2 separate regions of the Mus musculus genome follow, and region 2 is linked to region 1. The links are chromatin contacts, called in public promoter capture Hi-C maps. All regions are on one chromosome and are shown on one strand. Each heading gives the region's core, a stretch centred on a gene start, on an enhancer-like site or on the middle of the called end of the contact. The rest is flanking DNA. Distances are from core to core; before and after follow the strand shown.

What was found. Promoter capture Hi-C pulls out the DNA fragments that hold promoters and counts their contacts.
Region 2: a promoter capture Hi-C map of trophoblast stem cells shows a contact between it and region 1, with 4 times the contacts expected there. The contact joins two enhancer-like sites. A contact is called at or near these places in 27 of 39 promoter capture datasets (the 3T3-L1 cell line, 3T3-L1-derived adipocytes, the C10 cell line and 15 more), 4 of 15 datasets of contacts at CTCF or cohesin (the G1E-ER4 cell line, embryonic stem cells, pro-B cells and 1 more), 71 of 484 Hi-C or Micro-C datasets (the AML12 cell line, the C10 cell line, the C2C12 cell line and 48 more), 17 of 115 datasets of contacts at active chromatin or transcription factors (DN3 thymocytes, the HPC-7 cell line, the SCID.adh cell line and 14 more) and 4 of 9 other capture datasets (adipose tissue, liver, macrophages and 1 more).

What each region holds. Positions count from the first base shown.
Region 1 is chr8:122,692,785-122,699,801 of GRCm38.p6, forward strand. It overlaps Gm10612 (predicted gene 10612), which reads left to right and starts at 5,075. Exons shown (of 3, transcript NR_166074.1): 1 at 5,075-5,235; 2 at 5,323-5,489; 3 at 6,023-7,017. It also overlaps a transcript of Cbfa2t3 not described here. Within about 2 kb of position 1,542, at least 7 of the 459 cell types and tissues checked have an H3K27ac peak or open chromatin away from gene starts, as enhancers often do. A contact at or near this core is called in the G1E-ER4 cell line and trophoblast stem cells, where this site is marked.
Region 2 is chr8:122,829,082-122,836,036 of GRCm38.p6, forward strand. It overlaps Gm35466 (a long non-coding RNA gene), which reads left to right. Exons shown (of 3, transcript XR_388150.3): 1 at 1-102; 2 at 5,977-6,105; 3 at 6,469-6,955. Among named protein-coding and RNA genes, the nearest start is that of Gm35466, 9.1 kb to the left of the region's middle. Within about 2 kb of position 1,505, at least 33 of the 459 cell types and tissues checked have an H3K27ac peak or open chromatin away from gene starts, as enhancers often do. A contact at or near this core is called in the G1E-ER4 cell line and trophoblast stem cells, where this site is marked.

The sequences.
Region 1 (7,017 bases), core at 292-2,791:
CATTAGGCCAAGCCTGGCTTCAAGAGGCCTGAGTTCAGCTCGATGATCTAGTACCAACTCTGTTCGCCTGCCTCTACCCTCATGGGGCTCCTCAAAAGGTTCTGGGGTTTCTTCTTCCCCTGACAGAAAGGAAGCTTTTTGGTCCTTGTCCCTCCCAGGGCTCCATTCTAGGGAAATGAAAAAAAAAAAAAACTTGAACTTCAGTAATGAGTGAAGACCAAGACAAGATTCCCAAACAGGTCAGGCTGTTACGGCGGGGGGGGGGGGGTGCCCCATGGCTGTTATCACCATCAGCTGCTAATGTTATTATTACTGTCAGCAGGTTTCAGGACATGCTTGGTCTTCTAGAAGCAAGCAGAGCCCCTGTAGAGCCAAGCTTAGTGTACTGCTGCCGAGACAGACTCCCACACAGAGGAGCCAGTGCCAAGGGGTCCCTGTCCTAAGATTATACCTCACTTCATGTTTTCTCATAGATGAGCTTCACAGAGAGGACCCTGAGCCCACCCTGGCCAGGACTTGCTGTTTGAGTCTGAGAAGGTCACTTGGCCTTTCTGTGTGCTGGTGGCCAGAAAGGAACATGGGCTGGGTAGGTGATAGCCTAGTGTCAGCTCACAGCCGTGCAGACACTTCCTCTCGCTCGTTCTGTGTCCTCCTCTGTAAGCAACATGGTGATAAGAAGGTAGGAAAATGAGGGACCAAGCTTGAGCTAAAGCCCACTGTGGCTCTTGGGCTGCCAAAGGACACCATTGTTCTCTGTGCCATGGCTGCTCCTTATATCCCTCTGGGGAGATGTCCCTCCATTGGAAGAGGCTACTGTGTCCCCTGTCCCTTTGCCTTGGTGGATGTTGGGACCTCCTTCCTAGGAGGTTCAATGTGCCTCCCGGCTCTGTCTCAGCTGGAATCTAGGCTAGCTTGCTCTGATCTTGTGAGGAGGCCAGAAGCCAACAGCAGACACAGCAGAAGGTACATCCCTGCATCCATGACCAAGAAGCCATTCTCTCTCTTTCTCTTGACTTGCATTGTAGCTCCTGGTGACATCTGCCTCCTGCATCTAGGGATACTCACAGACTAAGCTATGCTTTGTGAACTTGCATCCTGGCTTTTTCTGGCTGTATATCTCCACGGACACTCCCCTTCCTTTGCAGTGCTAGGCACGCCCTTCTGTTGGTCTGGATGGCCTGAGACCCAGCCTTATGGAGCCCAATGCAACCGAGAGGGACAGACGAGATGCCACAGATGAATTTAGGAAACGCCACGGGGCTGGTTGGGTGGAGGAACTGCAAGGTCCAGCTGCTGGAAGACAGTGCAAAGGCCCTGGGCGTTTGCAAAGCAGCCAGATGGCCAGAGGCCCCACAGCACGGGAGGGAGGAATAAGCTAGACAGTCAGGGCCATGGAGCCAGGGCGCACCCTGAGGGAGCCTGTGTTCATCAGATCCATCATCCTTTCAGTAGATAGCCAGCAACTTTGCTCAGTTAAGAGAGTGGCTAGAGCCTCCCTGGGCATGATTCCTGTCCTCTGAGTTATCCTCCTGGGCTGGGTAGACCTGCATCTGGGAACTTCATGGAGAATTCACCATGCTGGCCACACCTCCAGGCCTATACTACTCCCAGGGATGGGTGGGTAGATCACTTTCAGAGAGACCACTTTCTCTCCTCTCCTGGCTTCCCCCACTGAGGTGGTGGGCAGTTCTAGAAGGAGCAGGTCAGGCATTCCCTCAGGGATCAGAGACCAGGGGCTTATCTAGGCTAGCACGCCCACCAAGCTTTCAGCGTAACCTACAGGAAGAACCGAAAGTTGCCCTTGCCTGAGGAGTAGCTTGCAGCTTCCCCCATCCCACCCCCACCCCCACCCCCGGGGACACTGTCTCTAGGAAGCTGGCCTGGACTGCACACACCCTACTCAGATCTCAATCTTCCTGGCCTCTTATCTTTGTCTTACTGATGAAGATGGTATGTGGTATGGGGATGACAGGCTATCTCCCAGGAGGAACTGTCTTCTTGTCCCCAGGGTGGGAGGAGAGAACGTTAGGGCTTACAGCAGTAGCATTTACCTTGCCTTACCTGGACTCTGTGTGAGTGGATGGGGACACTGTCCATCGTGACAGCAAGAGGAACAAGAGGTCTGGTGGTGACCCCTACTTAGCCTCCATATTCTCTTCTGCCCATGCTGGGGTCTCTGCCTTCCTCTATCTGCCTGACTTTTGCAAACTGTCCCTCATGATGGTCTCTCTCTCTCTCTCTCTCTCTCTCTCTCTCTCTCTCTCTCTCTCTGTGTGTGTGTGTGTGTGTGTGTGTGTGTGTGTCTTCCAGATAGGACCAAGGGATGACCAAGGCTCCACAGCTGGTCCTTTCACTCCAGGGCTGAGCTTGTGGGGCTATGTCTTTTACCGCAGCAGAGATCCTTGCACTTGAACCCACGTGCCCCTAAATCTAGGCTGCAGGCTCAGCAAAGCATGCTGGGTGCTCTTGGGAGCCTCTGTATCATCTTCTGCTGTCTCTCAAGACACAACCTCACACAGAAAGAAGCTCCTGAGACCATGTGGCCAGCAAGACAGAGGTAGACGTGGAGGCAGGACAGGCCACAACCTATTGCTTCAGGCTTCTGAGCACACCAGGCCTGAGTCAGGAAGGAGAGGGGCTGGAGGTTGAGGGTGGAGCTCAAGGTCACAGCCCAGGATCAGAGCTGGCGAGCCTAACAGGAAGGTCTCTATGAAGGTGTTTTGGCACAACATGGGTCAGAGGTCATCTTCACATCATACAAACTTGAGTCAGAAGCCACCATCCCCTGAAGCAGATACCGGTCAGAGGTCACTGTCACCTCACACAGAAATCGTCAGAGGTCACCTCATTTCAAGCAGATGTGGGTGAGAGATCACAGTCACTCACACAGATTTAGGCCAAAGGTCACCATCATTCCATCAGACCAGGGCCAAAGGTCACTGTTAGCTGTCTGCAAACTCCCATGAGGCCCACAGTTCTGCTTTCTGGGACATGTCACCTCAGACATTTTTCTCCCACATTAGTCTTCTCTCATCCGTTGGGAGCCTGCCTCCTCTGTGAGTCACATCCCTGGCAAAGCTGGTCCCACCAACAAGCACAGAGGCCAGGCAGCCTACATGGAGGCTAAGTGTGAAGTGGAAGTACTCGTGGGCTTCTATGCTGGTCTTTACTGTGGCTGCCCTGGGATGTCCTCTGTGCCCCTGGCGGCCGGAACCCATGGGATCAGCCATGAAAGTAAGGCTCTGGTTTCCTGTAAGTGGCAGTTGCCGTGCACAGCAGACCTGGACAGCACCCTCCCTCCATCCTGCACCAGACCTAAAATGACTGAAATCCCAGGATCAGTGTCCTTGCCAGAAAGGCAGCCTTAGAAGGATGCAGACAGGGTGGGCAAGGCTGCCATAGATGAGGGGTGCCTAGATCCAGCAGGAGCTGGAAGAGGCAGGCTGGATGCTCTAGTGGAGGTGTGAGCAACCCTCCGACAGCCTGGTCCCTGCCTGTGAGAGACCCCCCCTGGAAACCCACTGTGTCAGCTCCCCATTCATCTCTAGTTAACACAGGGAATGATTCCAGGGCTGGCTGCACCATGACACCAAAAGGCGTGGCCCCCAAGTCATTCCTACAAAATGGCCCAACATCGGCACAGAACCTGTGCATGTGTGCTGGGTGACATGATCTCTAACACATATGGACAGACCTATAAAAACAACTACAAGAGACCCAGTGTTTCTCTGGAGTAATTTCTATTCAGGGTTAGTGGAATCTATGCACGTGGAAGGGCCCCATGAACATTCAAGCTCAGTGGTGGGACTGGTGGGAGGAGGAGGGAAGAGAACAGGGAGAGGGAGAGAGGAGACAGAGAGGGGTCAGGGGAGAGGAGGGAGGAGGGAATACTTAGTAGAATCTAGCTAGCCCAGGGTTGGGCTCAGAACTTCAGTCTGGGCTGAGATATCTGTCTCTACCTTGTCCCTCCTGCCTCCGCTTGGGCTCCTGCACCAAGTGGCACTCTCTACCTCCTGCTTGACGAACTGGGCCCCATGTTTCTCTAAGGCCACACCAGCAAGCTTGGCTTAAGGGGATACATCCATCTGGATCCTCCAGCCTACAATGTCTGTGGGTAGTGTTCAAGGTCTCCCTCAGTATGCGGCACCCTCCTGGCCCCACTCCTGGGAAGCAAGCCACCATCCAATCAAACCTCCAAGACCTACAGTGCCCTGCTATGAATAGTGCCCACAATAGATGCCTAATAAACACAAGACTGTGAACACTCTACCTGACCTGCTTCTGCCCCGCGGCACTCTGGGGTCTGCAGTAGACAGGAATACCACACCAGCATTCCAAGGAGTGGGGTGGCTTTGTGCAGTGCTGACCCCTTGTTCCTTTCTCTGTCACAGGGATGATGAAAGTCCATGCCCTGGCTATCCACCTCACCCATAGCCTGGCATGCCTCAGCTCACAGCAGAGTCCTACTCTGTTGCTGTTAACGGTGAACCCAGCTTACGGTGTTCGGTATGTACTGGCTTTGTAGGGCAAAGGTTGTTGGCAATCAACAAAGCCAATTAACCCATGTTCTGTCTCCAAGATTTTCAGATTCCTGGAGGGTTACAGTCATCTAAACCTGCCAAAGTGGCTCAGCTTTATGCTGCCTCTGGTGTTGATTTCTGGCATTACAGAGCCCCACATTTGTCTCCTTGGGTGAGGTTTTTAGGGAGTTACTGGGATGCACCAAGTGGGGACATTACACTGGTGGGTGAGTATTCTGTCAGAGACATATGCAGACTGCTCTGGGCACCTCTGCTCCACCAATACCCCATCCATGTTAAAGGCACAACCAAGTTCAAACACATCTCGTGGCCCTGAGCTTCAAAGGGCCCTCCAAACTGCTCTATCCAAATGGCACAGTGGCCTTTCTCCCACCTCCGGCTGACTTCTTGCCTTCCTCCCAGTCTCAGAGGAGCCATGTGGGAGATTGGGATAGAAGGGAGGAAGGACCTGGCCCAGGGCAGGAAGCAAAGGGGACAGATTTGGCGGCAGCTCTCAGGGCGGTGGGTCTATGAGGACATCCTCTGGGAAGGGTAGTTCCCTTGCGCTCGCCTGCAGGGTAGTCACATCTGGGTCTGTGAACAAGAGCATTCTCCCTGGTGTCTTTGAATCCCACACCTGGCCAAAGCCCAAAATAACACATGTTGTTGTGGGGAAGTTGGGCCACATATACCTGGGCACCATCGTTTGAGTCCTGTATGTTTTGGACGACCTGGGGTCTGGATGTTTGGGCCTTGGGAAAGCCGCAGGTTTGGGCAAACCTCGCAGTGTTTCCCTCTGCAGAAAAGGGTGCCGTGGGCCCAGGATCTGGACGTGAATCTGACTGCCACAGCACAAGCACCGTGGGCTCAGGCAGGATCCAAAGGCTGCCTAGAGTGTGGCCATGTGCCTGTGAGCCGGGATGGAGCCACCTGCTTGCATCTCTGAGTCCTTGAGGTTCTTGGAGTGAGGTGAGTGATGTAGGGGAAATGGCTGCTTGCTGAATTTCCCTCCCTAAAGCCAGCAGCCCCTGGCTGGAAATGAGGTTGAGACAGGTCCTCATTTCCCCCAATGCTCTGCTGGAAGTAATGCTTATGTGCCCGGGCCTGCCCTGTCCTGCCCTTAACCTCCTCTTTGTATTTAGAAGTATCTGAGAGCCCCTGAGTTCTAGCCTAAGCCCCCACTGTAGAAGACACAGCCCATTCCCTCCTACACAGAGCCATGCACCTGCCTCTGGGTGGGGCCAGGATTCAGGCTTGGCAGCTGCCATGCTCTTACGGGGCCACCTGCCCCAGCTGTGAGGGACACGTTCCTGTTGGTGGGGGGACTGTGTTGATATTTGAGGTAGGTCAACACAGCCACGCTGTCAACAAAGCTGGACACACACACACACACACACACACACACACACACACACGGCAGCTTGGAGATGTCACCTTCCTGTCACCTGCTCCACCTGTTTTAGCTTCTGACTCTTTAATCTCCCCCCATCCCCTTCCCCCAGCCTCTTACCTGGGCTTCCATTCTGAAGACCCCGGGGTCCCGAGAGGAGTGCCCCACTCTCCAGAGTGGTGGTGGATGCCTGGGACATGGAGCTGCAGATGGAGCCGGAGATTGATGGTACCTGGGGCTGGAGGGAGCTGGCCGGCCTCCAGAGCCCACCCTGAAGCACCTTTTCTGATTTCGTGGGGTCTGGAGAGAACAGGAGGGCTGGAGGAGCTTTGGCGTCTCGGAGCCCGTGCCTCTGTTCCTTGGAGGCTCCAGGCCTTTCTAGTCACTACAGCCGGCAGAGCTGGGTTGTGGCCCTGGACGGAGGGTGGGAGTCTGCAGGGCCTCATGTGACACGGGGCGGGCTTGGGGACAGCATGGGGGAGGTCCTCCTGCAGCCTTCAGGGGTGAGGCAGCCAGCTGTGTCACAGTGATAATGCGGTGGGGGTCGGGGGCCTGCAGCTGTGCCCAGAGCTTCCTCGTCAGGAACCATCTGCCTGGTTGCCGGTTCTCCCTCCACCATGCCATTCCGGTCTGACTTCCCAACAACTTCCTCCTATCCCGCCTGTAGCCCTGAGACCTCCCACTGGGCCCAATCTGGTGTGGCTCATGGAGTGTGTTTCCTCCACCCTGGAGTAATGTCCATCCTGGCCAGAGCCTCTGGCTCATCTGTCTATCTTCCCATGGGGCATAGCCCTTCCTGTGGCCTGGGAGGTCCAGAGACTCCACCCACTTTGCCTGCCTTCAGCCACACTTTGCCCAAGACCAAGAAACCCTTTCTATTTGCCCTCCAATGAACGACCTATTGGGGGTGCTGGCAGAGTCAGGAGTGAGCATGGTCAGGACTCTGACCAGCCTCCTGCCCACCCATGGCTCAGGTGGTCTCTCCATCACCATCAGTGGTTCTCTGGTCACCTCTTGCCTGGAAGAATCTCCATTGTCATGTTGTGCCTGGCCTCAGATAGGATCAGGGTCACAGTCTAGTCTCCCAGCTGTGGAAACCCCATCCTA
Region 2 (6,955 bases), core at 255-2,754, 140 kb after region 1:
GTCCTATTCTTGCCCCACTGAACCTGACTCAAGGCTCTCAGCTCACCCTGTCTTCTCCCAGGAAGTCACCAGAACCAATTCCGGCTAAACCAAGGGGTGTGGGTAAGTACCTGCCTTCTGCACCCCTGCCTTCTGCACCCCTGCCCTCTGCAACCCTGCCCTCTGCACCCCTGCACCCCTGCCCTCTGCACCCCTGTCCTCTCCCTCTCTTCCTTGACCCCAGCATGAGACTGAGGGGATGAAGGACAGAGTGGCTATAAGGGAGGGAAGGCCCTGGAGTGAGGATAGTGGGCAGGCACTCCAAGTTGAAATGGCCCCACCACTACACAGCTGTGCATCAGTGAGACCTGTAGTTCGCTGGGGAGGGGCTTTTGTGAAGTGAGGCAGGCCCCCTCTGCTAAGGGCCAGACTCACAGCCCCTGGCTCTGCTTGCTGGGAAGAAGCCACCCACCTCCCATCTGCCTTTCTGGATCTGGTCTAAGATGACTCACCTGTCCCCAGGGAGGCTGACCTGGTTTCTCACCCAAGCTCAGCTCCCACAGGCCACAGCTGGAAGGGGTGGAGATGAAGAGGCAGCCGCCTCTCCTGGTGATCACTTTCCCATGAAACACAGCCTGGAGGTCCAAAGGAAAAACACCATAAAACTATGTCCCGAGGGGCAGTGGTAGTGCACACCTTTAGTCTCAGCACTTGGGAGGCAGAGGCAGGTGGATTTCTGAGTTGGAGGCCAGCCTGGTCTACAGAGTGAGTTCCAGGACAGCCAGGGCTACACAGAGGAACCCTGTCTCGAAAAACAAACAAACAAACAAACAAACAAAACTATGTCCCTTAGCCAAGTGGTAGTGGCACACACCTTTAGTCCAACCACCCAGAAGCAGAGGCAGGAGGATCTCTGTGAATTTGAGGCCAACCTGGTCTACAGAGAGCATTCCAGGACAGCCAGGGCTACACAGGGAAAGTGTGCCACCCCCGCCACCCCAACAAAACAAAACAAAAACCTGTGTCTCTTTGGAGGCTAACCCTGCTCACCAGACACCTCTGACCTGGCTCATGGTTTGTTTGCTTGCCTGTACTGGCTTCCAGATCTCTCATTCTCTCTCTCTCTCTCTCTCTCTCTCTCTCTCTCTCTCTTTCTCTCTCTCTCTCTCTCTCCCTCTCTCTCTCTCTCTCTCTCTCTCTCACACACACACACACACACACACACACACACACCCTGCCACATTACAGTTAGATCACAGTAAGACAGGGGACTGACCTACACGGCCAGGTTACCTGTGTCAGAAGAAAGACTCTGGACTGGAGCTGATGGAGCAGGAAGATCAGGTTAGGCAGATCCATAAGCAAGGGCCACAGGGCAGATGTGGGGCCTCCGTGCCTGAAACTTAGGGGGGCAAGTGTGACTCAGGTGGAGACAGCACATGAAAGAGCCCATCCCCAACCGCTCAGCCCTGGTCTAATGACAGGGGAAGCCACAGGACCAGATACTTCCTCTACTGTGTCCCTGGAGCCACACTGCCCCCTGCTGCTGCTAGTGGGCATGGCAGGAACCTCTGAGTTGAGGCTGTCTCCTGAGCAGATACTGAGTGAAGAAGCCAGTTATAATTTGTGGACTTTTCTGGCCCCAGCTAGGGCACACGGGAAGCCAAGCAAGCTCAAGGCTGGGCTCTGACTGCATAGGTGCCCCATCTGGTGGGAGGGCTTATTCAGCCGGTACCAGAGCTGGGGAGACGGTGATTATACGCAAAGCCAGAGGTTTGGAGCTCCGAAGCCAACATCCCAGCAACCTGTCCTAGCCCCTGTGGCACTGGGACTGGCAGCCCTCGGGGACACAGGAGCCTGCAGGGGTAGCAGCAGCCAGTCTACTGGTTCCTGCCTGTTCCACCCAGCCTCTCTGTGTGTAGATCTGAAATGTTCCACACTTTTTTTTCCTGCTGGTGAACCCAGGGTCTCATGTGCACTGGGCTAGTCTTCTCTACCACTGACAAGGCCCCAGCCCTTTGTTAGTTTAATTTGACACAGTATCTAAGTTGCCCAGGCTAGTAATCCTCCTGTCTCTGCCTCTTGAGTAGCTTCCTATACGACCCCTTCAGACCCAGTGCATTTTTAATTAATTGGTTAATTATATTGGGGAAGGGATGAGACAAGGTCTCACTGTGTAGCCCAGGCTGGCCTTCTCCAGGATGGCCCTCGTGGCTATTCTGTTCTTCCTTTCCTTCCTCCCGCCCTTCCCATGCTTGTCCCCATACCTCCCCCCTTTACAGGAACATGGACTTATATAGAAGATTTATAGGGGAATAACTCGAGTGAGATTTGTCTGTGGTGTAGAGCATAAAGGAGATAAAACTGGGTTCTCCCCAAGGGAGACACATGTGGCAGAGCACAGTGTCTAACTGCCCAGACTCGTCCTAGCTCACCTGGACTGAAACTGCTGACCCTTCTCACTGCCTGCCTGGGAAGCCACTGTGGACCTCGGAGCCCAGGACAGGGAGGGTCACACGGTATTCCTAGGGGGCACACACCTGGGGTTGCCACAGGAGCCAGCATGGCACCAAAGAGGCAGGAACCAATCACAGAAGCAGGATACCAACAGGCCAAGCCCTAGAAAGGTGGCCCTACCAGGGCCAGGCTGATGGGGAGAGAGTCTTCAGATGCCACCGTGGAGGGACTCCACTTTGATGCCAGCCACCCCACGGCTATTGATGGGTCTGAATGCAGGTGCTGGGCTTGTCACTCTAAAGGCCAGCCACAGGCATGCAGGCAAAACACCCATTCAGATAAAATCAATGGATAGAGTATTTTAAGGTTGAGGTTGGCCCACTGCAGAGGTGTTTCTGCACCTGGTGCCCTCTGGTCGGCTGGAAGAAGCCAGAGTGGGCGTTCCCTCAATTCCTTCTGGCAGTTCTTGACAGGAGTAGGGGTGATGAAAAAACTCCAAAGAATGGGCAATGCTGGCACATGCCTTTAGTACCAGCACTCAGGAGGCAAAAGCGGGTGGATCTCTGTGAGTTCAAGGCCAGCCTGGTCTACAGAGTGAGTTCCAGAACAGCGCAAGACTATCCAGAGAAACTCTGTCTTGGGGGAGAAAAAAAAAAAAAGACTCCAAAGAAAAGTAACCAGTTTATCTCTCTGCCAGAGGTGTCCTCGGATCTCTTGACAGCCTCATTCTTGCCAGAGGCCAGAGATGGCAGAAGTGTTTGGAGGTTCCTAAATGATCTGGTTCCTAAGTGATTCCAGGGTCACCTCTTTAGAGGGGGTAATAAGTACTGCAGAAGCAGTGAGGGCCTACAAAGAGAAAAAGGTCAAGAGAGTAGGATTTCTGGCCTGAATGGGGAGCTAACGTTCTAGTGGATAGAGGTCAGTCACCTGGTTGTGGACCACCCCTAGGAAGACAGGCTCACTTTAAGCCACGTTTAAGAGCTAGAATAGCAACTCGTTGCCCTAGGGGCCCAAAGGGTCATCAGAATTAAACAATCCCCGGTCACTTAGAGCAATAGCTTGCTTCTACTACAGACTTCAGAATGCTGGATGAGTCTGATGGGGTTGGAGGACAGCAGCCAGAATGTATAATAAAGACAGTGGAATTGTTAGGGACTTCTTTCCCCCTGTCGATCAGAGGTGGCTAGCCTGCTAAGGGCCAGAACTCCATTAAACCCTACCATCATTCGATCTGTGCGCATGCCTGTTTGCCCGTCTCTTAGAAGTTCTCTACAGACTTGACTTGCTTTTACACCCCTCCCCTTTGTGTCGAGTATGAATTAGCCAACCACATCAGACCGTGAGGGTGTGCTCCTGTCACTGAGATGAGACACGGTCACGGTAGAATACGACTGAGGGAGTGTCCTGCCCTGGTATTCTTGCCATCTCAGCTTAGGTCATCATTCAGTGTTCTTTGAAAAGGTTCATGTGTGTGTGTGTGCATCTGAGGGCACGTATGTCTACCGCATGCATGCAGGAGCCCGTGCAGGTCAGAAAACGGTGTCAGGTCCCTTGGTACTGGAGTGGGTGTTTGGAACTGAATACAGGTCCACTGCGGGAGCAATGATTGCTCTTAATTGCTGAGCCATATCTCCAGCCACATGGTGCACACGTTTTGCAAAAAAGAAATAGCGTTGCCAGGTTTAAAAAAAACATAATCATAAAATTGTGTCTTTAAGCCTTTTTATGAAACATTATAGAGGCCACCAAGCTAAGGCAGCAGTGTTATCTAACAGCAAAACTGAGCCAGACTGAAGAACAGGATGAAGATTCTCTCATACATCTGGAGAGAGATTTCTGTTGAAAGGAACGCCCCTGTCTTTGTAGCATCCAACATGTTTGTTTTTGTTTTTTGTTTTTCGAGACAGGGTTTCTCTGTATAGCCCTGGCTGTCCTGGAACTCACTTTGTAGACCAGGCTGGCCTCGAACTCAGAAATCCGCCTGCCTCTGCCTCCCGAGTGCTGGGATTTAAGGTGTGCGCCACCACGCCCAGCTGCATCCAACATGTAATCCACCGGTCATGCACATACTTACGTCTGGCTTGATTGAGGGTGTGAGTTTTTCATAACCCAAGTGGCCATACACGATTAGTGGCTACTGTTTCGTGGGTCAAGTCAAGAGTCTGTCAGTGGGACTTTCCTAATACCTGCTAAGAAGTCGAGGGTTGGGTACAGGAAGAGGGACGTTTTCAGTAGATAGAACTGGAACTCTTTGATGGTACTGGGTGACTGTGGCGCAGCCCACCCAGGGCAGGGCTGCTGGGGAGATCTCGTGTTCCCTTCCAGCTTTCAGAGTTAAGGTCTGGACTTGGGGTCGCTCAGGAAGGTGCTTATAGTGATAAAAGTTTGAGGGTGGGACACCTCGAGGGCCATCTGTGTGCTGAAGTCACCACTGAGTGTTACTGTAGGACAGTATTTCTAGAGCCAGGGAGTTTAGAGGTAGGGCAGCCGAGGGGCTGGGCCGCTTCTGGCCACCTCCAGGTTGCACCAGGCCCTTCCTTTGTGGGAAGATCACGCTGTTGCTCTCAAACTCTGCCTGTTCACAAAGGACTGGTCTCCTCCCTGAGCAGGCTTGCATTATAGGTGATGAGTTTACACACACTGAGCCAGTGCCTGGCCTGTGGTTTAACCTCATACTTGGCATATTGCCGGAGGGGCCGGAGCCGGCCCAGGTGGGCGACGAGCAGGCGATAACAGGCCGTGAGGTGTCTGTGAGAAAGGCTCAGGCCAGGAACCAGATCTCAGCACCGTGAGCCAATCCTCATTTGCTGCTTTACTAAGGAGGGAAGCATTCCACACTCACTGCATAGATCCACCTCAAACAGCACACTGCGAGCTCCGAAGTAACGCTGGCCCTCAGTGGCTCGGCGCACACTGTGCTGGGTCTTGTCCACTTAAGACAAAACTGGAGTTATCTGGGAAGAGGGGATCTGTTTGAGGAATTGCCTCCATCAGATGTGCCAGTGGATACGCCTGAGAGACATTGTCTTAATTGCTCATTAATGTAGGAGAGCCCGCCCACTGTGGGCGGAGCCATCCCTAGCCCAGATGAGCCTGGGCTATGTAAGAAAGTAGCTGAGCAAGCCAGAGGGTAGGCAGTGTTCCTCTGTGCTTCGGTTGCTGACTCCCAGTTCCTGCTTTAGGCTTTGACCATGTTTTCTCTCAGTGACTGGTAGGACAGCAGCTCAGAGAAAACTACCACAGGTATCGTCCTGTGGGTCTGCCTGGGTGTGTCAGCATCAGTGCCCGGGAAGCCTAGCGAGGCTGAGGGAGTTTTGAAGTGCAGTTGATCCCCAGTCAGCACAAGGTGGCCACAGTTGTTGGTGGTGGTTTTTGTTGGTTTTTTTATTTTTCCAGCCAGGGTTTTTCAGTGTAGCCGTACTTGGTCTGTCATGAGCCCCCTATCGGATGAGTAGACATCTGTACTGTCTCCCCAGGAAACTCACTCTGTAGACCAGGCTGGCCTTGAACTCAGAGATCCACCTGCCTCTGCCTCCCCAGTGCTAGGATTAAAGGCGTGCGCCACCGCGATCACCTGACTGCAAGCGACTGTTCTTTTCCTGTGTGCTCTTGAGAGCTTCTGGACCACATTGCCCATTATGGGGCCTGAAGGCTGTGGAACATCGTGCAGTAAGTACATCCTGTCACCAGCAGGGGGCAGACAGAGCCCTTGGCACTGGATGGGGCATCTCAATATAATACCTCTATAGATAGACTCCTCTGTCCCTGGGAGGTGCTTAAAGAGCCAGAAAACCTTCTATAGGAGCCACCCCACGCCCACCCCCCCCCCCAGGTCGGGGCTCATGTGCCTTCCTGATTTGCCCCCCTGCACCCTTTTCCACTTAAGGTCTGGCCCTGTTGTGTAACAAAATTTCCTGGGGAGACATTCCACATGTCTATTCACCCATCCCCCCGACCCCCAACAGACCCAAGTACAGATACCAGGAAAGCCCAACTTGGGGAGCCAGTGGGTTTTATTGGTGTTTCTTACAGGAGCAGAAATTACTCAAAGACAGTTGTATCACCAAGGCTCACGGCAGCATGGGTGACAGCTCACAGAGCTGGGAGCCTCGAGAGCACTGCACAGCCTGCAGGCAGCACGACAGGTTGGAGGTGTCCTTTCCAGTCTGTGCTCTAACCCTCTGCCAGGCAGCTCTGCTGGTTTCTGCTTCTTCCGGGCAGCTGGTCTGCGTTAAGAGTCTTTGGAGCTTGGTTCTGCTCTTCTGCAGAGGGAATCTCGGTTTCTATTGCTTACTCTGGCATGGATGGGCCTGGTGAATCTAGTCTGTTTTAGGGACTTCCTGAAGCTTCCTGAGTTATTTAGGGTTCCTATTGCTGTGAACAGACACTGTGACCACAGCAATTCTTATAAAGGAAAACACTAAATTGGTGCTAGCTTACAGTTCAGAGTTATCATCATGGCAGGAAGCATGGCAGCACGCAGGTACATGTGGTGCTGGAGAAGGAGCTGAGAGTTCTA